Regions from separate parts of the Zea mays genome. Here all the other regions are linked to region 1. A link is a contact called in public Hi-C data. All regions are on one chromosome and are shown on one strand. Each heading gives the region's core, a stretch centred on a gene start, on an enhancer-like site or on the middle of the called end of the contact. The rest is flanking DNA. Distances are from core to core; before and after follow the strand shown.

Region 1 (4,333 bases), core at 478-2,977:
ATAGGGGGTGAAATGTTGATGATGTGACCCAAAAAAGTGATATAGGGGGAAAAATTTAGGGGGAACGGTTGCGGATAGCCTAATGACTACATGTTTCTGAACATAGCATCACCTACTATTGACAAATGCCTATCTGATTTGTTTTGCTACTATCTTTTTCGTAACTGTTTTTTAGTCAGAATTATGTGTAATTTATTTTCGTATGTGCAGGTAAGGTAATGTGTGCTTATCAATGAATGTATTTTGGAAAATTGCTTGGTTAGATGCCACAGCCGATTCCTGCTAACAGGAAAAATGGTAAGCCCTACCATCTCAACAGGGCACGCCAGATGGATCAAGGATGTCGCACATAAACTAGATATGACAAAAGGATGCTGGTGTTTTGTCCCCCCGATTTTGTAGACTAAAACGATAGATTGGATAGTTTTGCAATGCAATTTCTGGCAAATGCTGCATTGTTTGTTGCCTATCTTAAGGCGATGGGCAATGGCGAGCAAATCATGCATATGACCATATAAAACATTGTATTCCGTTATAGACTGTATTATTTACAGAGTGAAGTTTGAAACGAGAGAGAAAGATAAATAAGCTCCATCACAAGGTCTCTTACCGATATTGTTGTAAAAAAAAAGGCTCCTACGGCTCAGTTTCAACATTTTCCATAATCGCTGCACTCCCAAATCCACTTTTGCTGACCCCAGCTGTTGACTTTAGTTACAACTTTTTGGGCGAGTGAATATGATTTTTGGCCGTGCCCTTTCACATGAAGGTTTTGTTTGGGTACTTTAGTATTGACCCAAATTTACATTTGTTGAGGTGGATTTAAGTGTAAATTAGTTTAAGTTACACTTTATTCCACAACACATGTGGATTGAGGTCAATACTAAATTACCCAAACTAGTCGAAAGCTTTTGAAAACCAAAATGTTTATGGGACAAGTTTGACTGGTGTAGAAATGGTGAGGGCATTTGCTTTCTGGTAAGATTTGCGGAAGTTAGAATCAACGTGCCATCCCACACCGCCATACGCATAGCTTCCTTCCCCTCCACTCAACGCCCTGCGCGTGGGCCCTGTCGCACGCGGAGCCCACGCGGCAGTGGCCCATGCAGTACTGCAGGGGATCCCGATCCTCAACGCCCTCTCCCTTTTGCGATGCGTTAACGGCTGACCTGGCGATGACAGGCAACAATAGCGCCAAGCCAACGGTCAGTCGATCGATCCCATGCCGGTATGCCGTCCCCTCCTCGATTCTTCCCCAGATTATTATTATTAACCGATGCACCGCACCCAGCATCGCCGTCAGGAGCGTGAGCCCCATGCGCCGGCGCCGAAAGCGCGCCGGGCCGACACCTCATCATCCCCTGATCCGCACCGCGGCGCTGCACTCCGCTGCAGCTGCCGACGTCGCTGGCTCACCTCGCCGAGCCAGCGCAACCGTGACCGTGACCGGCGTCCCGCTGACCCGCCCTTCGGTCCAGCGCCCCCGGACTTTTTTCGTCCCTATATCCAGAACTCTCCATTGCTTTGCTCTCAGTCTCCCACCCGCCCAGGCCAGCGCCCCTCTTTCTCTTTGTGATGTGGGCGGCATGCACTGCACGATAGCGACGTGGCGCGCCCATCCAATTCCGTGAGCCCATCCAGTTCGTGTTCGCGTAAGAATAACGGCAGCCAGCCACAGCCCACAGGCCCCCAAGGACTCTCGTCGCTCGCCTTTCCCCCAACTTTCTCCCCCCGCTCGGCCATACGGCCACTCGCCTCGCCTCGCTGAAACCAATCGCCTCTTCTCTCCCTCTCCCTCTCCCTCCAATGCTTCCCACCGATCGCTCCTGAAGCGGCTCAACTGCTCCAGATTTTCTCGAGGTGAGTGAGCTCTGTCTCGTGACCGATGACCTACTTTGCGGAAGTTGACACTGCCCAGCCGCGAGATTCGCGGTCCGCTAGGCGTGAGGTCGTGCTTATCTGGTTGGCTTTTAGGGTTTAACTTCTAGCGGGGAGGCTCGGCGGGGAGCTAAGGATTGGTACTACTTTCCGTGGCTGTTTCTGGGGTGGTTAGTGATGAAGAGGTCGTTCTTAATTCGAATTATTGTTGGACTATTACTTTTGTTCGGCGCAGGTTGGTTTTCTGTTGTTTGAAGCAGCGCAGAGTCTTCAATTGCTATGCATTTGTTTATGGGACCTGCTAGAATTTGTGCCTGAACTTTAGCTTAGCTTTCTTTCAGGCAAAGGTTACTGTTGTAGTTCGGTTCTGATAATAAAAAAACTCGTCGGATGAAACCATAAGCTCGACAAAGTATGATCCGTGTTTGGAACAAAGACAATTAACAATTATTTCAATAGTCAAACAAGGACAAAAAAACTAATATGTTATACAAAGATGAATAACAAATCAAAAAACTCGGCCAGGGAGGAAAAAACCGCCCTCTCCTGTATTATATTAAGAAGAGTCCGAAACATGGTCCTGACCGAGAAACTCCCCTCACCCTGGTACCCCATCACTAGCGGGTCATCACCGCCCAGTCTGCAACGGCACAACCGAAGGGTGGCATGCAAGACGTAACCCAGAGCGGGCGCGACACATCGAGGGGATTTTTTTAACCAAGCCCGAACTTCGCCCCCAAGGGGAATCGAACCCACGGCCTAGAGGTGCTACTCGGAAGCCTTAATCATTACGCTCCTGAATCATCTTAAAATTCAGGCACTTAATATAGGAGAAGTGTTTATTTATTAGAAAAGAAAATGGTGTACCTGCCCTGAACTTCATCGATTGCTCGCCAATGTTTTTGTTAGTTCGCTTAAATGATGTTCAACAATAGCAATGCTCTGGTGTTGTCACTTGTTAGATGCCTTATCAAACTGCTGTCATTTCTTTCCAGATCCTCGACTCTTTTGTCTTCAGTATTTCTAAATGTTCGATATTTTTGTAAAAAAAAAAATTGCAGGCTGAAATTTTGGTGTCCTTGCTCAGCCATGGGTAGTAGGAGGTATGCAGTGCTTTACCTTCTGTAGCGGTCGACAATTTTGTTTATGATACATCATGACATGATCAATGCAAAATTGGCAGATATGACATTGATACGAGGAGATGTGGGATCCACTCAAGACCAACCAAATCAATGTATCTGGATGCTCAACAAATCGTCAGCTGCCAAACTAGAGTGGGAGACCACGATGTTGGTTCCTGTGCTGTGAAGCATCACTTCCCGTCTCCAATCGTATCTTGGATAGAAGATCTTTCCAGCTTTGGCAATGCTTCTTTTAATCCTGTCTCTGAATATGTGGATGAGCAAGCCAGAGCTTCAGTGGGACAGTCTTCAGCATCAAGTAATTTGCATGACATGCAAATAGTACGTTCTCTTTCGTTCCCCATCATTTTCTTTTAAGAATATACAGTGTTTCTTGGAGGATGGTAAGACTGAAGATTGAGATGAAATAACATCCTTACATGTTATTCAGTCAGTGAGATTGACAGCCGAATTCATGGAGCTTGCAAAGGAGAATACAAGCAATAATCTAGAGACTTGTGGAATTCTTGGTGCTTCATTTGTAAGTGAAGCGGGCAACAAGTTACCTATGTGACAAGAATACCTAATTGTCAGATTAGATCTTGAGTATTTTATGTTTCTATGCAGAGGGATGGAACTTATTTTGTCACGATGTTGATTATACCAAAGCAAGAAGGAACTGCTCACTCAGTATGTCAGTAACTGAGTGGTTTCTAACATTATTCTTAATATATTTTTGTTAGTTTATTATATGTCATGACAACTATCTAGCTATCCCATTCTGAAGTCTTCCTTTCTTTTCCAAATAGTGTCAGGCTGTTAGTGAGGAGGAGATACATGCCGTGTTATCAGAGCAGTCACTTTATCCTGCAGGGTGGATTCATGTATATATTCTAGCATTTCCCTACTTCATGAAATTTCTCTTAAATGCACGTACAAGTTACATGCTTCGTATAATCTGAAAAGATAAATAAGCTGATACATGTGCAAGATGATTTCCTTGTTGCAGCATGTACTGTGTTAGATGTTTTCCTTGTTGCAGCATGTAATCTCATTCATCATTTACACTTAGTTTTCTTTCTTTTTTATTGCAGTTGAGAGCCGAGCCTTTTTTTCATTTTGTCTTGCTGCAATTCTTTTTTTTTGTGAATGAAGCAGGAGAGCTGCGTGTCATTTCATTAAGATAGAAAGAGTATAAAACGAGTTGGATTTTGAAAGAAGCCCAACTCGCCGTAAATAACCGAACACACTCCCACCCACACTGAAAAAAGGGAGGGGTGGGAAGATACATGACCAGGACCTGAACAAACTACTCCAAACACTGGGTAATC
Region 2 (4,475 bases), core at 1,388-3,887, 740 kb before region 1:
ACTACAATAATTTAGCGCACAAACTATGCACATAATACATGTTAGTAAGGAACAAATATTCATGGTTAACATTAAATAGAAATATATAAAAAAACAGATTACTGTAAAACTAGGACAAGGTATAGCTACAATGCTGCACCCTTTTAAGAGATTAGTCCAGTATTTTCAGATGTATAGCCATATAGAAGATAAGTTACCGGCTCTGATCTTTGTCATGATAAGAACTTGGGCTAGGTGAACTTCTTGAGTGGATTTTACTTGGACTAGAACTACGATCAGGTCTTGCTCTCTCAGTCAGAGAATCCAGACGCCCACTGCCTGAAGATTTTTCCAAATGCACACGTTGATCACGTGTGCTTGGAGGCTTTAAATCATATTGGTCATCATTTTCCTCAGGAGGTCGTTTTTTCCCTCTACTTTCCTTGTACCTATTGTTGTAATCCTCATAATGATCAACATCTTGAACTGCATCCTTTCTGTAATGGCTCTCTGAGCTTCTGCGTCCATCTTTAGCACTCTTATATTCAGCTCTATCACTTTCATGACTACGGGCCACTCGCTCATTAGAAAACTTGTCGTCATGTTGCCTCTTATCCCTTACGTAATCATCCTTGTACTTTTCCTTATACTTGTCGTCATCAAACCTTTGTTCCTTAGAGCTCCTAGATTTACCATGTTCATATCTGGACAGGGTCTTTCTGTCATCACTGTCTCTATTGTCAGTGGACCACTTATCTGTATCTTCAGAATCATCTTTTCTTCGGCTGTGTTTTTCAGCTTGCATATCAGGATTATTGTACTTCTCTTTCGCTGAAATTTCTGCCTCAAAAAGTAGTAGTTTAGAAGGCAATATCAGCAAAAGAAAAGAAAAGAAAAGAAAACAACCCAAAAACATATAATAAAACTCAAATAAGTAGTGTTCAGGTAAAACAAGTACATAGGTAAAAACAGTTCGGCATAGAGCAAAATAGCTCTTTCAAGTATACTATCCATCTGCTTCACTGAGATAGGCCCAGGAGGCCAGGACTATCAAGGCAATAGATCAGAACAAGAAATATGGTTTCAATTTTCATATAAATTTGCAACAAGATACCATGCTGTAAGCTATATATAATAAGCATAACAGAGTTTAATGTAGCAAAGGGAAACATGGATATTAAATCGTTCAGTGTGATAGAAAACAACGCAAAAGTAGGAAAACTATGAACTCCACAGGTTACAACCATTTCCAGCACATTTATTAATATATGCTAGAACTATTTAAAATAATGATAGCATCATGCAAAACTCTAAATGAAATCAGGATAAGAAAACTGTAACACATTGCAGTAGGAACATGACGTATAATCGTACATAGAGCAGGAATGCTATTGGTATTGTTGAGAACATGTAGAAAATGGGCTACTCACCATTGACATCTGTATCTCTCCTATATGAGTAGGCCTCCTGTTCCGTCCTACTCATCTTCAAGCCACTCTTCCTGCTCCCGCCATCCTCATACCTCTCGTGCTTGGAATCATGATCTTTCTTGTCCCACTCCCGCTCCTTCTGCCTATCACGCTCCCTCTCATGCTCCCTGTCCCGCTCTCGGTCCCTATCTTTCTCACGCTCCCGTTCTCTCTCCCTCTCCTTCTCTCGTGCTCTTTCCTTCTCACGCTCTCTATCCCTACTCCTTCCCCTATCTCGCTCCTTCTGCCGCTCCCATTCTTCCCCCCTTTCCCTTTCGTTCTCCCTATCTCTGTTATCCTTATAATGCCCGGTACTCTCCTTCCTCCCCACATCCTTCTGTTTCTCTGACCTCCGTTTCCCAGAGTCACTCTTAGACAGAACCTCCTCAGCCCTGTCATCCACAGCCACTGCTCGTCTGCTTGACCTCTTGGACTCATCCCCTGATCCCCTGGACCTGTCGGCCAGCTTCTCCACTTCAGCATGCCCAAAGGTCTCGCTCTTGGACCTCTTGTCGACCAGGTGATCGTCACAGACGCCACTGTTCCACCGGTCGCTGACCACATCAACCACGGCCTCCTCAACCCTCTCCTTCCTCTTCTTCCCGTGCTCAGCGTACCCGTTCCCTGATCTCACGGCCTCCTGTCCCGAGGACGAGCGGCGCCTCTCAGGCTCGGGATCTCTGGAAACCCTAGCCGCCGCGGCCTCCTCGCGCGCGCCGGCGACCGGAGCCGACTCCTCGCCATCTGACTCCGACCGGTCAGCGGACCCTCCTCGCCTGTGGGACCGGTGCGACCTGTGACGCGAGCTCCGAGGCATGGCGGGCCAACCCTAACTGAAAAACTACCAGCCCAGATGCGGAAGCTGGCGACGCGGGGCCCTTGAAGCCCTAGGGCGCGCGCGGATCTAGACAGACGTGGCGGCGGGGAGAGGGGACCGCGAGCGCGCTGGGGTACGGCGGCTAGGGTTTTGGTGGGGTGCGAGAACGGAGGGGAGGCGGTGGCGGCCGGGGATGAGAGACGACGAGTTCGTGGGTGGAGAAAATGGGGAAGGAAAATTGTTGGTTGATTTTCCGGCTTTGGATTTGGAGGGTTGCCGGGACGGGTTTAGTTGGGATTTGGTCCCGGCCTGGTGGTGGTTTGCTTCGCTGCGGTGCGGTGCGGCGCGGCCGAAGGGGCGCGCGGCCGGATTGGGCACGAGAGAAAGGAGTCGAGGCGCGCCGACGCGGGTGTCTTTCGGGCTGCGTTGAGCAGGTTCCAATTTTGGAAGGGAGTTCACCTCCTCCAAATTCAAGTGTCAAAATCAAATATGTAACGCAGGATGAGAATAGACTAATGGAATGTTTGTTTCATTTACTAATGATTAGTCGATGTTTGAATATAAATTATGAATATTAAATACGGTATAATTATAAAAATAGTTACGCAGATGAATAACACAAACGACGAGTCGAATTTATTAAGTCTAATTAATTTATAATTAAAAAATATTTAATATAGCATTACAGAATTTATTAAGTCTAATTAATTTATAATTAAAAAATATTTAATGTAGCATTACATTAGCGAATCGTGCAAATTTGTCTTAATGTTTAGTTATTATCTGTGTAATTAGTTTTATAATAATTAGATTATATTTAATATTTCTAACTAGTATTAAATATCTGATGTGATGGGACAGGTATTTAGTCAGGTGAATCTAAATGGGCCCTAAATGATCCTATTACATACACTTTGAGTCATGTCCCAATCTGCGATCTTTTTTGGACCTCGGCATATGTTTTACAAATTCTCATCTCGTTTGGTTCTTTCGTTCAAGAGGTTTGAAGCGCCCTAATCCTCTGGGACTCAAATATGATATAATTACTAGTTCTATGAGGTTAGTAAACACATTTATACATCAGATGATTCCAGATCTGCTTAAACGAGACAGACCTATAAAGGTGGCGATCAACTTTAAGAGTTGGTCCACAACTCGGGACATATCATCAGAGTGGGGCTGAAGCAGCCCGATATACGCAGTGAAGCAAATTAGCGGTCTAACAGCCACGGGCAAGGTTGGAACAGGCGTAACTCTTACCCGATCAGCGATTTCTTTCTCTGAAAAACAACAAATAAGCAAGGGTGAGTCACTACCGGAAACGGGCGCTTTGCCGAGTGCCCGAAGCACTCGGCAAAGCCTTAAAAACACTCGGCAACGTCTTTGCCGAGTGTGACACTCGGCAAAGAAGGCTCGGCAAACAGTGCATCGGCAAAGTCTTTTTTGTCGAGTACTTTTTCTCGGGCACTCGGCAAAGAAAAGCGGCCGTTACGGTGACGGGTGACGGAGACGGTGTCTTTGCCGAGTGTCTTTCCAGAAGCACTCGACAAAGAATATATCTTTGCCGAGTGCCCTCTAGGACACTCGGCAAAGAGCCCGCCAGGGAGGGTCCCCATGTCAGGCTATTTGCCGAGTGCTCTGTGCGGCACTCGGCAAAGCCGGCCTCTTTGCTGAGTGCCAGAGACATAACACTCGGCAAAGTCACTAAACCGGTGCCCAGGTTTTTGCTCTTTGCCGAGTGTTTTGACCCTGACACTCGGCAAAGCGCCTCTTTGTCGAGTGTTACACTCGGCAAAGTGACCAATATATACCTTTTTTATTTGTTTTTTGTATTCCATCCACACAAACAAAAGATATCACATATATATCACATATATACATCACAGATATCATCACAAACATAAATAGCCAACACAAACATACAACCGTCACCACAAACATAAATATCCATCACAAACATAAGTGTTCAACACAAGTATCAAACACAAACATAAGTCTCAAACGTCGCAAGCTCTCACATAAGTATCAAACACAGACATAAGTATTATACACAAGTTCTGAAGTCTAAAACAATGAAAACACAACACTCATGGAGGTGGGCGGCTTGACCGGGGCTGCGTTGGGCTGAACCCTTCTGGAGGGTTGTTGGATGCCGCTCCAGATTGGCCCTGCACAGAGAAGAGATTGCATGTGTTATACCAGATGCATTA
Region 3 (4,345 bases), core at 516-3,015, 800 kb before region 1:
CAAGCAGCTTAATAACGATCCAGGCGTTGGTACTACTGCCTTTTTTCTGTCGTCCGTAAAACAAGAAACATGTAAAAAGAAGTAACCAACTAACCATAGTTCTGACCTTAAGACTGACAAAAAAAAAAAGAGATGTCTGGTTGCAGCATGGCGGCGCCACCCAGCCGCCACGATCTTGCATCACATGGCTGTATCTGTATCACACCTGGTTACGAAGGAGGAGAGCGCAAGCAAGCAAGCAAGCAAAACCAGACATCCACATGAAACTGAATCGGGAGCAGATCAGCCAGCCGGTCACGTACGGAGAGTGCTTGGACACCAGAAGCAGGGACGGGAGGCGGAGGCACGGGACATCAAGCAGGCACGAGAGTGCTTCACCCGTGTTCCATATCTTGCCCACGTCGCGGCGGTCCAGCTCGCCGTCGCAGGCCGCGTCGACTTCCGCGACGTCCTTGTCGCCGGGGGGAAAACACATGCGGTCATGTGGCTGCACTGCAGCCTGAAATCAGACTCCGCAACTCGACGCGCGCACGGAATGTCTCCGCCGGGCGCCGGACGATACGAGCCTACTTTTATGCGGCCGAGGCCGACCCGATGACGATGAGCAAAACGAAGCGCGTTAAACCGACGGCAAAATCGCGCTTCCAGAAAGTTCGAAACCAAAGTGCGACGCGAGCTACCAAACTGGAGCCGCGACGGATCCCCACTGCGGCTCGCTCGCTCGCTGCTGGTTCAGCAAATCCATCATCGAAAGAACAGCTACGTCGAGTCTGGCCGGAGGAGGGGTGGAAGGGACAGGCCGCACGCGCTGGACTGGAACCAACCAATCAACCGAGCCGGAGCCGCTCCCCCGCGCGCATCTGGTGTGCCGTGCCCGCTGCCCGGTGCCGCACACGAGCAGAGGCCGCGCCCCCTCCGCGGTCCATGCGCGCGCACGGCACGTCTCCCTCTCCCCTCGCACGAGTCGCCGGCGCCGCCCACCAAATCCACAAATCACCGTCGAAACCCCACCGGCCACCGCCGTGCAGTGGAGCACTGAACCGAGCCCCGTGGTACTGGCGCTTTTGGTCGGGTCCCACTGTCCCAGCACGCCACGGCAGCGCCACCTCCCATCTTGAAGCCGTCACATGATTCCGGCGAGCAGTGCCCCGTGGCCGTGCTTAACACGAATCGGACGAGAACGAGACGGCGCGCGGGGACGCCGGGACCGGGAGAGGCAATCACCGCCGTCTTCCCCGTGTCCGGCTCACGACGCGCCGGTGGATTCGAGCGCACGGCCACCACCGTTGCCCAAAGGAAATGACTGAGAGAAAGGGACCCGAGAAGAACAAATTAAAAAAAAACAGAACACAACTCCATTAATCAGACTTCAGACCTTCGTCTTGCTCGGACTCGCACGCAGGCTTCAGATGCGAGGCTGCTGCATCAATGGATCTACGTACAGCTTGCAGACCTTTAATTTGTCCGTGCACGATTTTTTTTTTAAATTTTTTCTTCACACATGGAGAACACAGATCGACAGGAACACACCGAGAAATCCGAGCTCGGCTTTTTCCACCCCCCCTCTTCATCTTCAGCCAAGGAGATCGATCGAGCCCGTGGAACGATGAAAGAACAGAACACGAAACAAAGGGAGGGAAATAAAAACCGAAAATTCTATCGGAAATCGAGAAAAAAATCTATCTTCGCTTGCATCGGGCATGTAATAATCAGACTCCGCCTACCTGCCGACGCTCCTCGTGACATCACCCATCATCCCACACGGTCGACGGAAAGTGGTACGCTGCCGCTCCAAAACTTGTTCATATCCGTCTCTCTCTCCTCCAAGACCATGCCCAAATCACCACGATCCTAAGCCAGCCCAGACCGCTCTCAAAAGCCGAATTTCTCAAGCAACAGCTCGTTCCAATCGCTTCGAAACCTAAATCCACTGCTCAAATCATACACACATTGAACGACACCTCCCACCAAACACACACACACACACAAATTTCGGAAAGAGAACTGCCAGCGCAGATCGCCATCCGACCACGAGGCTACCAAAATGCAGCGCCCAGACTCGTGCCAGCCAGCCAGCCATCACTCCTGCTCCATCTCCATGGATGCACACACCACCGCGGCCGGCCACCATCAGCGACCACAGATAGAATCGAGAGGGCAACCGCACGAGCACCAGCTCTGCTCTCACGGCGGAGACGACGACGACGACTTCCATGTCACGACCCACCCCCCTATCCGATCCCAAATCGCACGAGGAAACTTCGGGAGGAAAAAAAAAACGCACCTCCCTGGCCACCCGGGCGCGTTCCCTTGTCTATCCCCCCTGTGCTTGGAAGCCCATGAGAGCACACCAAGAACAAGCACAGGAGACGAGAGAGAAAGAGAGAGAGAGAGATAGGAAAAAAAAATCCCCAAAATCCAAGGCCGATTTATCTTCGCCAACATCTGGCCAGCTCCATCCGAGGCCGTTCCCGCTGCCTCCGCGAGGTCTCGGGAGGGGAGAGGAGCTCCCCGACTGACCGAATTCGCGAGGCAGGCAGGCACGCAGGCTTAGGGTTTGCCAAGGTGCTCCGGCGCCCTGACTCGCCGGGGCGATCTAGCGGCCGGTTCCTCGGTTCCGGATGATCTTCAAGCGGAGTCAGCGGTCGGAGATCCTTGCGCCGCGGCGCTGCAATGCCGCGGACAGCGGAGGCGAGGACGAGGGGGGAGGCGGCCCCCGCCCGAGGAAGAGGCGGAGGGGCGACGAGTTCTTCCCCGTCGACCTGCTCGGCGACGTCCCAGCCTCCAGCATCCCGTACGCTGCCTTCGGGCTCCGGTGGAGCGAGGCGCCCGAGGCACCGCCAGAGGCCGCGCAACCGCCGCCCGCGGCGAGGCCGCCGGTGGTGCGCTCGTCGCGGGGCCGCACCCTGGTGCTGCCCTCTAGGTTCAATGACTCGGTACTTACCGACCCCTGGAAGAAGGAGAAGCCGGCCAGGCCGCCGCCTCCTGTCAAGACAGAGCACTTGGCGCGCAGAAACGAGCTGCTGCACAAGAAAGGTGCAAATTTTGACAGCAGCGTTGCATTGTCCGAGGTAGATGACGACGATGAGGAGGAGGCCATGGTGGAACGTTACCGAGCACGCCGCAGTTTCGGTGCCTCCAGGAAGCACTTAGCCTCTTGGAGCACGCTTACCTCGGTACATGATGAACCATACAGCAATCACCACAGGAAGGAAGTAAAGCTTAGGCATTACTATGAGGAAGACGAGGAGGAGGAAGAGGAGAAAGAAGATATTTTTCACTGTACCGAAGAATTGGTGTATGGGGACATTGTGTGGGCAAAGCTTGGCAAACGCCAGCCAATGTGGCCAGGAGTGGTGGTCGACCCAACTCAGCAGGCCGCTGCCGATGCAATGCCACCACAACCTCGCGGTGTCGCTGTGCTTTGTGTGATGCTATTTGGCTGGCGCACAGAGTTCAGTGGCGAGAAGGTACAATTTTCCAGTGACTGTTGTATTCAAACTGGCTGACTTTAATTTCCACTGCTTTTCTCCATGGGAAATGATGCATTTGATGATATGAGTTGCAGAAGTACGTGTGGGTGAGGCAGGGGTTGATATTTCCATTTTCAGACTACATGAACCGGTGAGTAGTAGTTTAAAATGCATAACTACATGGACAACTGTTAGAATTCTGTTAAAACACCTGCTCGAGTAGTTTTGACAACTTTACTATGGTTAGAATATGCCAGCTTGTGCCTTAAGAACAAGTTGTATTTGTCATCTCAGATTTCAAGGGCAGACAGAACTAAGCAGTTGCAAACCTGCTGATTTCCGGAGGGCAGTAGAAGAGGCCTTTTTGGCTGATCAGGGATTCTCAGAAGTAGTGGTACATTGCAGCACCAAGGGCCAATCTGTGGTGTGTCATTCTTTCCCAGATGATTTACATGAAGTGACTGGTTCAAATGAATTGGAGTACCAGCCACAGATTAAGGCAAGTTGATGAATTTCTTTATAGTTGATACACAACTAAGGCTATGCATATGTGTGTAGGATATTTCAACAGTAAATCAATGCCTTATGCAGTCTTCTACGGTTTATTTAATGTCCGTAAATTTTATTTCGAGGGAAGCTTATGATGTTACATTGCCTTGCTTCTTAAATAGGAAGAATTCAGGTGAATGTCAAAGGACCCTAAAAGAATTGATGTATGACAATGATAAAATCTTGAAACAGATACACTCTAACTGAATCATTTACTATGTACTAGCATATAGCCCATGCTAACGCGGCGGCGTGAGTGAGAGGGAGGGACGCGGGGGAGGGGGAGGTTGGGGGTGGCAGGGTCGCGGGAGAGGCAGAGAGAT

Evidence for each region. A called contact is a pair of places that touch in the nucleus more often than the background predicts.
Region 2: a contact with region 1 is called in a Hi-C map of ear, with 2.0 times the contacts expected there. The contact joins the promoter of LOC103636131 here to the promoter of LOC100191225 in region 1. A contact is called at or near these places in 3 of 25 Hi-C or Micro-C datasets (bundle sheath, ear and tassel).
Region 3: a Hi-C map of endosperm shows a contact between it and region 1, with 2.3 times the contacts expected there. The contact joins the promoter of LOC100383419 here to the promoter of LOC100191225 in region 1. A contact is called at or near these places in 3 of 25 Hi-C or Micro-C datasets (ear, endosperm and leaf mesophyll).

The regions. Positions count from the first base shown.
Region 1 is chr8:152,347,678-152,352,010 of Zm-B73-REFERENCE-NAM-5.0, forward strand. It overlaps LOC100191225 (AMSH-like ubiquitin thioesterase 2), which reads left to right and starts at 1,728. Exons shown (of 9, transcript NM_001136659.1): 1 at 1,728-1,860; 2 at 2,940-2,981; 3 at 3,062-3,344; 4 at 3,454-3,543; 5 at 3,630-3,692; 6 at 3,812-3,886. The coding sequence starts at 2,968. It also overlaps LOC103636137.
Region 2 is chr8:151,606,964-151,611,438 of Zm-B73-REFERENCE-NAM-5.0, forward strand. It overlaps LOC103636131 (zinc finger CCCH domain-containing protein 13), which reads right to left and starts at 2,638. Exons shown (of 5, transcript XM_008658490.3): 1 at 1,410-2,638; 2 at 198-819. The coding sequence starts at 2,265.
Region 3 is chr8:151,548,350-151,552,694 of Zm-B73-REFERENCE-NAM-5.0, forward strand. It overlaps LOC100383419, which reads left to right and starts at 1,766. Exons shown (of 23, transcript NM_001361635.1): 1 at 1,766-3,470; 2 at 3,569-3,624; 3 at 3,768-3,972. The coding sequence starts at 2,622.